2 separate regions of the Mus musculus genome follow, and region 2 is linked to region 1. Evidence: chromatin contacts called from public HiChIP or PLAC-seq data. All regions are on one chromosome and are shown on one strand. Each heading gives the region's core, a stretch centred on a gene start, on an enhancer-like site or on the middle of the called end of the contact. The rest is flanking DNA. Distances are from core to core; before and after follow the strand shown. Region 1 overlaps Scd3 (stearoyl-coenzyme A desaturase 3). Region 2 has its middle 19 kb from the start of Scd1.

What was found. HiChIP or PLAC-seq counts read pairs in DNA pulled down with a chosen protein or histone mark.
Region 2: an HNF4G HiChIP or PLAC-seq map of pancreatic cancer cells shows a contact between it and region 1. The contact joins two enhancer-like sites. A contact is called at or near these places in 1 of 15 datasets of contacts at CTCF or cohesin (large pre-B cells), 1 of 484 Hi-C or Micro-C datasets (3T3-L1-derived adipocytes), 3 of 115 datasets of contacts at active chromatin or transcription factors (acute myeloid leukemia, embryonic stem cells and pancreatic cancer cells) and 2 of 9 other capture datasets (adipose tissue and liver).

Annotation. Positions count from the first base shown.
Region 1 is chr19:44,224,160-44,227,978 of GRCm38.p6, forward strand. The region is part of intron 2 of Scd3 (stearoyl-coenzyme A desaturase 3); the gene reads left to right. It also overlaps a transcript of Pkd2l1 not described here. Among named protein-coding and RNA genes, the nearest start is that of Scd3, 23 kb to the left of the region's middle. Within about 2 kb of position 1,727, at least 39 of the 459 cell types and tissues checked have an H3K27ac peak or open chromatin away from gene starts, as enhancers often do. A contact at or near this core is called in pancreatic cancer cells, where this site is marked.
Region 2 is chr19:44,386,651-44,390,469 of GRCm38.p6, forward strand. No RefSeq gene overlaps it. Among named protein-coding and RNA genes, the nearest start is that of Scd1, 19 kb to the right of the region's middle. Within about 2 kb of position 2,046, at least 425 of the 459 cell types and tissues checked have an H3K27ac peak or open chromatin away from gene starts, as enhancers often do. A contact at or near this core is called in pancreatic cancer cells, where this site is marked.

The DNA.
Region 1 (3,819 bases), core at 477-2,976:
GGTATGGGTCAATCCTCCAGGAAAAGAGCCAAGACCTGCTGAGGTGCTGGCTGAAGGAGAAGGAAATACAGAATGGGTAGTAGAGGAAGGTAGTTATAAATACCAATTAAGGCCACGTAACCAGTTGCAGAAACGAGGATTATAAAGTAATATGAATGCCCATTGTAAATTTACAAATGCGTTTGCGATTGTACGAGGAATAGTTATATCATGTTAGGCGTATTTACAACCTTGTTATTGTTTCATGTGAACATGAGATATTATTTGTGTCAAGTTGACAAGGGGTGGATTGTAGTGGCTATTCCTGGTTGTCAACTTGACAATATTTGGAATGAATTACAATCCGGAATTGGAAGGCTCACCAGTGACCCTTATCTGGAGGCTTGGAGATCCTTATCTGGATCTTGGTTTGAAGATCTTGAGCCACAGTGGCTATGAATTCCAGAAGATTGAATCTCCGAGTTTAAGGAACACACCTTTAATCTGGGCTACGCCTTTCATCTGGGATTAAAGGTGTGGTGGAACACACCTTTAATCTGGGCTCCACCTTCTGCTGGAGACAATATAAGGACATTGGAAGAAGGGAGTCTAGCTCGAGCCCTTGCTCCTTCGCCTGCTTGCTGCGTGAGACTGAGTAACTGCTAGATCCTTGGACTTCCATTCACAGCTGCGACTGAACAATTGTTGGGAATTGGGCTGCCGACTGTAAGTCATCAATAAATTCCTTTACTATCTAGAGACTATCCATAAGTTCTGTGACTCTAGAGAACCCTGACTAATACAACCTTCGTGACCAAAGCAATTGGCAGAATAAGATCATGACTCCATGTCACGAGGACTGTCACTCCAGCACCCCTGTTAAGATAGCATTGTCTGTACTCTGGAGCCAATGCGCCTTGGTGATCTGCAGTGTGGAGCAGATTCGGACACTTTTCTTGGTACTCTGGCTCTGCTTTAAGCCTTCCTTCCCTTTCCTCCTGTGACGTCAGGGTTTGCCCTCCACTGGCTTCTCTGTCCAGGTACAGTTAGATCCTCTTCATGGGAAGACCCCAGTCACCACTGAGTCAGAGGCTGCAAACCATCTGAGGCCTCATCCCAGTTCAGAAGGATACGGTCAGCCCTTCCCTAGGGCAGACACCATCTCTATGGTTGTCCTGAGGTCCTATAGAAGGACCAGATGACACACAGGAGGCAGAAGAGAGGAGGAAAGAGACCACTTAGAAAACCGTTAACTCTTGATACAGAGGGACACATAGCAGTTTGTGCAATGTTTGGTATCTCCAATCTCAGCTAAGTTCTGTAGCCGCAGAGGTTCTATGGTTTCCAGATGGCCTTTAGGTACTAACAAGGCCTCAGTCCCACCTCCTAGTTCTACCAATCTGAGCAACAGATGGGTACACCCAGTGTCCACTCCGCATTAGAGAGACTGATCTTGTAGGCTTTGAGTTGGAGTGCTGCATTCCTATGAAATGTATGATACAGCTGAGACTGGATCAGTGCTCGGACCCTGCATGAACACTTAGCTTTTAACTTCATCAACATACTTACCAGGATAGTAAATAGCTAGAGACTGTTGGTGTTCAGACATCGCCACACAAACGGCGTGAACACTGATCTCAGTTAACTACTCAGAATAGTTATTGACTGCACTTTAATACTGGTCAGATCAGGAACAGAGCCCAGAATTATCAGAACTATGACAACAGATATCTTTTCCTGTCAGCTCACAAAGGATAAAACCACAAAAGCCACAGTGAGTTCACACACAGGAAGTACTGCCGGGTGGTCAGCTCTGACTCAAGTGATTTCAGACATAACAGTTCAAATTGTCCTTTGATTTGATGGGTCCTACACAAAGCTTTGTGGAATTTCTTAAGATTAGCAAAACTCATACCGCACATTCAGAACATACAGAACAAAACAGTATGTGGTCAGTATGTCCTTGAGCCAAGTCACTTCTGTGTATCTGGCAGGCATGTTACAGCAACAATATGAAATAGCTGACAGGCATGGTACAAAATGGCTACAGCTATGCTTGGAGGGGGAGGTGTCAAACCATAGCATTCCACCCTTTTTTGAGCTGTCCCAATGAGTCAAATCATTGACTCAAAATTTTTCTTTTCTGATGCTGGGCGTGGTGGCGCATGCCTTTAATCCCAGCACTTGGGAGGCAGAGGCAGGCAAATTTCTGAGTTTGAGGTCAGCCTGGTCTACAGAGTGAGTTCTAGGACAGTCAGGGCTACACAGAGAAACCCTGTCTCAGAAAAAAAAATTCTTTTCTGAGGCCAGGAGGACAAACTTTTATATCAGTCTTTGTTGGCTTAAATGTTTGACATTTTGATCTCCCTTCATAAGTGTTGCTTCTCTCATGCTGGTAGGTCTTGCTATGCTCATGCTTTTTAGGAAAGGCATTATTAGTGTTGGCACTGCCCTGGCCATCTGGGAATGGTGTAGAAGTCCCAGGTGTCCCTAACCTCCTTCTCCAGGATAATACTGTACCAGAGGCTACAGATGTACAAGTATGCAAAATTCAGAAGTTTCAGTGATGCTAAAGGGACTGATACAGGGGGTCAGTGCCAAGGCACAAGCAAACCAAGTGCCTTTTGGCGGTACTAAAGAGTAAGGGGAAACTCCTGCATTAGCATCTGTACATTATTACGGTGTTGCAGGTACTGAGACCGATATCTTATATAAGCAGAGAGACCTTGTCCTTTCTAGGACAGGGAGAGGGCATTAACATTCTCTTGGAACCACTGATGTCTAAGACCCTGTTCCTAGTGACCTGGACTCTCTGGATGGTGAATATCATCCCAGGGTCATTACCAGATGCATAAAGGAGGAGCCCCCAAATCTACCCTGTATCTCATAAATCATTTGTATCATTTTTATCTTAATTTGAGTGGGGTTGGTCTTCCCAAGTTTTCTAGACTGACTCAACCTTCTGTGGCTGAATATACTTATCTTTATCAGTTACCCAGGAAGCTAATGCTTTATCGCCCCACATATCACAAAAGCACACACCATGTCCCCTGCAAGTCAGGGTCTTCAACTGAGGGGCAGGCATATACCTGAAGGGTGGCCAAAGTATTTTCCATATTCTGGATCCTATATCCAAAGACCTAGAGAATGAGGGAACATATATGTTTGTGGCCTTTGGGCACCTGTTCCATTTTGGCCCAAACAATTTACATACGTCAAACGTGAGGGCGGGGGGAACCATAAGCAATGTTATTTAGGCTTCCGTCCGTAGTTCTAATCGATGTTCATGTGTGTTGTACTGGAGCATGTCCCTCAGCAGCCCAAGGCAACATGAAATAGAAAGCAAACCTCTGGAATCTTTTATCTGTCTGATTTTTAACGGGTTCTGTGGGTGTTGTCTAACAACCCATTGCTGGGATCCAGATGTTTTGGGGAAGGGGGTGGTGAACTTCAGAAGAGAGCGATTAATCCAGGATTGGATCCCATCTATTTTCGTGGCCATGGGGTGGTCAGGATGACAAAGTGGAGTCCTTTTCTGAGTGGGCCTGGGGGAGTTCCTGTTTGACTCAGCATTTCAGCCAGTAAGGTGGGATAATGGACAGATGTCATATCTTCCTTCTGTAACTGCTTACTGTTGACATTAGGACCTTGTCCAAGGGGCCCAGGAAGGCTAGGCAATGGGGCGTTTCTTAGAAGCATTTACTTAGCTTTATCCAGATGAAAGACGAGGAGCCATCACATCAGTTGGACTGGTTAACATCAGCTTTTAGCAAGTCCGGAGTTCAGCAGCTCCACAGGTGATCACTGGATGGAGTCTGTTAGCCAGGTGAAAAACCTGCT
Region 2 (3,819 bases), core at 796-3,295, 160 kb after region 1:
CCTGCCTCCTGTGTCCTTGTTGGTATAAATATTAGATAATTTAAAATTTTTTATATATTATACATTACAACTGACTGTTTATATGCCTCTATGGAAAAACATGTTTTTGTCACTTGTCCTTGTGATTGGAAACTTTCCTCATGTGACTCCTCTTAACCCTCAGAGTATAAGTTGTATGAACCTCTGGATAAAGTTGGCCATTGTGTGAGACTTTATTCTGAGTCTTCTATCAGCTCCATTTTCCCAGGCCCCACTGCCAACTAGTAGTAGACACCCCAGAAGATGTTTGTCTCTGCCTCCGATCTACCACTAGGGGTGAACTAGGATTAACGAACCTGCAGCATCCAGATTTCACCTGCTCTGGGGATTCAAACTCAAGGCCGTCTCGCAGCCCACCAATAAGCACTTTATTTTTAAAGAATTATTTATTTTATATATGTGAGTACACTGTCACTGTCTTCAGATACACCAGAAGAGGGCAGCGAATCCTGTTACAGATGGTTGTGAGCCACTCTGTGGTTGCTGGGAATTGAACTCAGGACCTCTGGAAGAGCAGTCAGTGCTCTTAACCACTGAGCCATCTCTCCAGCTCCTCACTAAGCATTTTTTTTTAATGACAATTAATAGTTTCACAACTCAGCAAGAAGATGGTTGTGGTTAGGACTTGAACCAGGGCTCTGCATATGCTAAATCCATGAATCACCATTTTAAAAGTCTTAATGACTGCGAAGTATTTCCTCAAATGTTAACTGACCTATTAAAAAAGAAAAAAGTACGAGGCAGAAATCCAAAGGTATTTCACCAGAGCTCTTCTTGCTGGCACTTGGAATTAATTTTCAGTTACACAACACCACTGTAGTTTTGTGTGTGTGGTTAGGCCACTGTCTAGTTGCTTGCTTGGTTTTGATTGGGGGAGTTTGGTGTTTTTCTGCCTCTTTGCTCTGTACATTGTTTTGTTACCATGCTGCACTGTCATTGAGAAGTCTTATTCTGTTTCTCTCGATAACCTTTAGATTCCCAGGGTAATATTTCCACAAGCATGTAAGGTTTCTTACAACCCCAACTCTCATGTCAGAAACTAAATTCCTACTCTCTTCTCTTCCCAAAGGTGCTTTTTTTTTCTGACGCTGGCAGGGGTGAACACTGGCTTTGCTGCCACTAAAGATAAAATTCCATCGTGTTCTACTTCCCAGAGTGCTCTGCTCCAAACACCTCTCAGAGGTCCCCTTTCCCAAGTCCATGCTGCTCTTCTCACGTGCAGTCAGATAGGTCCCTGCCAGTCCCAGGAGTTGTATCAAAACTAGGATCTGACCTTCCAGCCCTAGGCGGCTGCCCTCTGCTCTACTGCGGCCAACACAGTAACTTTCTGAAACATAGTTTTCTGTCCTACATGCACAAGACTCTTCACGAGAAACAATCAGGCCATTCGCCTTTAATGTCAGCACTCAGGAGTCAGACGGATTTCTACGAATTTCTACACATAGCGGGTTCCAGGCCAGCCAGGATTACACAGTGAGACCTTGTCTCAAAAGGTTTTGTTTTTCTAAGAAACAGCGAAACTCTGGGTTCTTCAGGCGGGTATTCACAGCCTTTTTCTGTACTTTCCCCTTCCTACCCTCTTCCTACTCCTTCATCCCTGGAGACATCAACCTGGAAGGTTCCTGAAGACTGCTTTCCTGTCCGGTCTCTCCTTGACCGCCCGGTCTTTAATCTGTTCTGAGTTAGTGGAGCTCTGGTCCCGCGCTGTGCAGATTAAGTACAACGCACCCTGTCTACTGTCTGTTCAGTGTAGGAATCGCTACCTAAAAGGCAGCCCTGGACCAGAGGCCACACGCGAGTTCCCTGCCTTTCTCCCCTGCAGGAGGGATGCCAGTGTCTACATAGGACTTAACAAGTTAGCTCTCCTCCGGCTCCAGACCGCAAAGTGCGCACGCACCTCCAGACCGGCAGAGCCGCAGCGCGGCTGCTGATTGGCTGCGCGGGGTCAGGCGCTGTGGGCCGAGTGAACGCGAGTGACCCCGAGGGCGGGTGCTGACCGAGAATAACCCCGGGAGGGCGTGCCTCTCTGGGTGTCCGCACCCAGGACCAGCCTCGGGCGAGCGCGAGGGGCCAAGGTGTGGGGCTGAGGGTTCAACGCCCACCCCAGAAGAGCAGGCGGAGCTTCTGCACGGCCTCTCCACCCCCAGCTCAGTTTGTGGAGGCTCACAGTGCTTTCGGAGGTGTCGCGGGTCACTGAGAAATGCCCTAGTGACCCCAGTGAAATGGCTCCTCCTCACACTGTCCTTGATCCAGGAAAAAAACATGGCAGGAAGCTTTAGTTGGCAGAAACTGAAGTTACTCAAGGTGCAGCTTCTCTTGCCACGTCGTACTTTAGGGACAAAGGGCTGGGTTGATGGGAACAGGCTTTTGTGAAAGACTGGAGGAACGGGGGACAGTGAGTTCGCGTGAAGAATGAAGGTTATCACGCGAACATTGGTAGTGAAAGTTTAAAAAGGTTGCTCCACCGTGGAAAAGGTCAGTGAGTGAGTCACTCCACTCCTACTCGTGTGCCCAAATCAGCTGCAGACATCCACAATGTTCTTAAGAATTTTTACACAAATGTCTACAACAGGACCATCCACAGAAACAACTGAACAGTTAGCAGATGTTATCTGTGGAGCAGCCTAATGCTCTGGAGCTAGACATAGAAAGCCCATTATAACTGAATGGTGACTCTGTGTGTGTGTGTGTGTGTGTGTGTGTGTGTTTAAGTTGATTCCTCTTCAAATTGTATGTGTGTGTGCCTGTGTGTGTGTGTTAAAGTTGATTCCTCTTCAAATTGTGTGTGTGTGTGCCTGTGTGTTTATTTTTAAGTATACATGTATGTGAATTAAAGAGAATCCTTCTATTGGTCTGGAATCTTTATAAAGGAATAAGACTAGAGCCACAAGCAAGCTTGAGCCATCTCTGGCCTTTCCACTAAAGCCTGGGTGGGGCATAGTCAAGACAAAGGGTCTCTCTGAGACCATTGGACAAATCACTGAACCACTGTACCTCTGTGGCTTGGGTGTGGCAGGCTTAGCTGCACTGTGGGGAAAGGCAGAGTTGGGTCATCAAAGGGGGAGTGTTCTGCCTCTGGCAACCTCAGAATAGAGTCCTTGCTGCCTGTAATTAGGGATTGTGGCACTTGCCCTAAGGTCAACATTCAAGAATCAACGTAGTTAACTCTGGGTCACAGAAGAGAACTCTCCCTGTGACATTTCCCACAGTTGGTAGCAGAGTTAGAATCTAAAAGAAGACAGGAGATTGTTCCCTGATTCTATCCAGTGCTATCTGTTTTAGGAGCAGGGAGACAGTTCTAATAGAGGAAGGTAGCCTTGAGGGTCTCAGAGCTTGCTTGGGGAGGAGAGCACAGTTAGGCAAGCTGCCGTGGTAGAGAAAGGGGATTAAAGCAGCATGTGGTTGGATGTTAAGGGAGGGTGAATGGCATCTATTCCTGACAAACAGAAGGTTGTACGAGGTGGCTGGACATGGTTTTAGCTTCCTGCCACTGCCAGCCAGGGAGGGAGACCACACCACCAGGCTCTTTCTCTCAGTATAACTGGGTATCACTAGCAGGTTCCTAGGCATTAGACATATCTGGGTATGCCTGCTTTGTCCTGTCTTCCACACACAACATAGCCAGGAGGCAGGGGGACAGTGGGACCTGCAACCAGACCATTACAACATATTCACATTCTTCTCTCCTAGGGAATTCTGCCATAGGGACCACATTTAGGTATTTACAGCGTGCTATACAGTGAGATGAGATGTCATCTAGACCACAGCACGGTGTTCCTC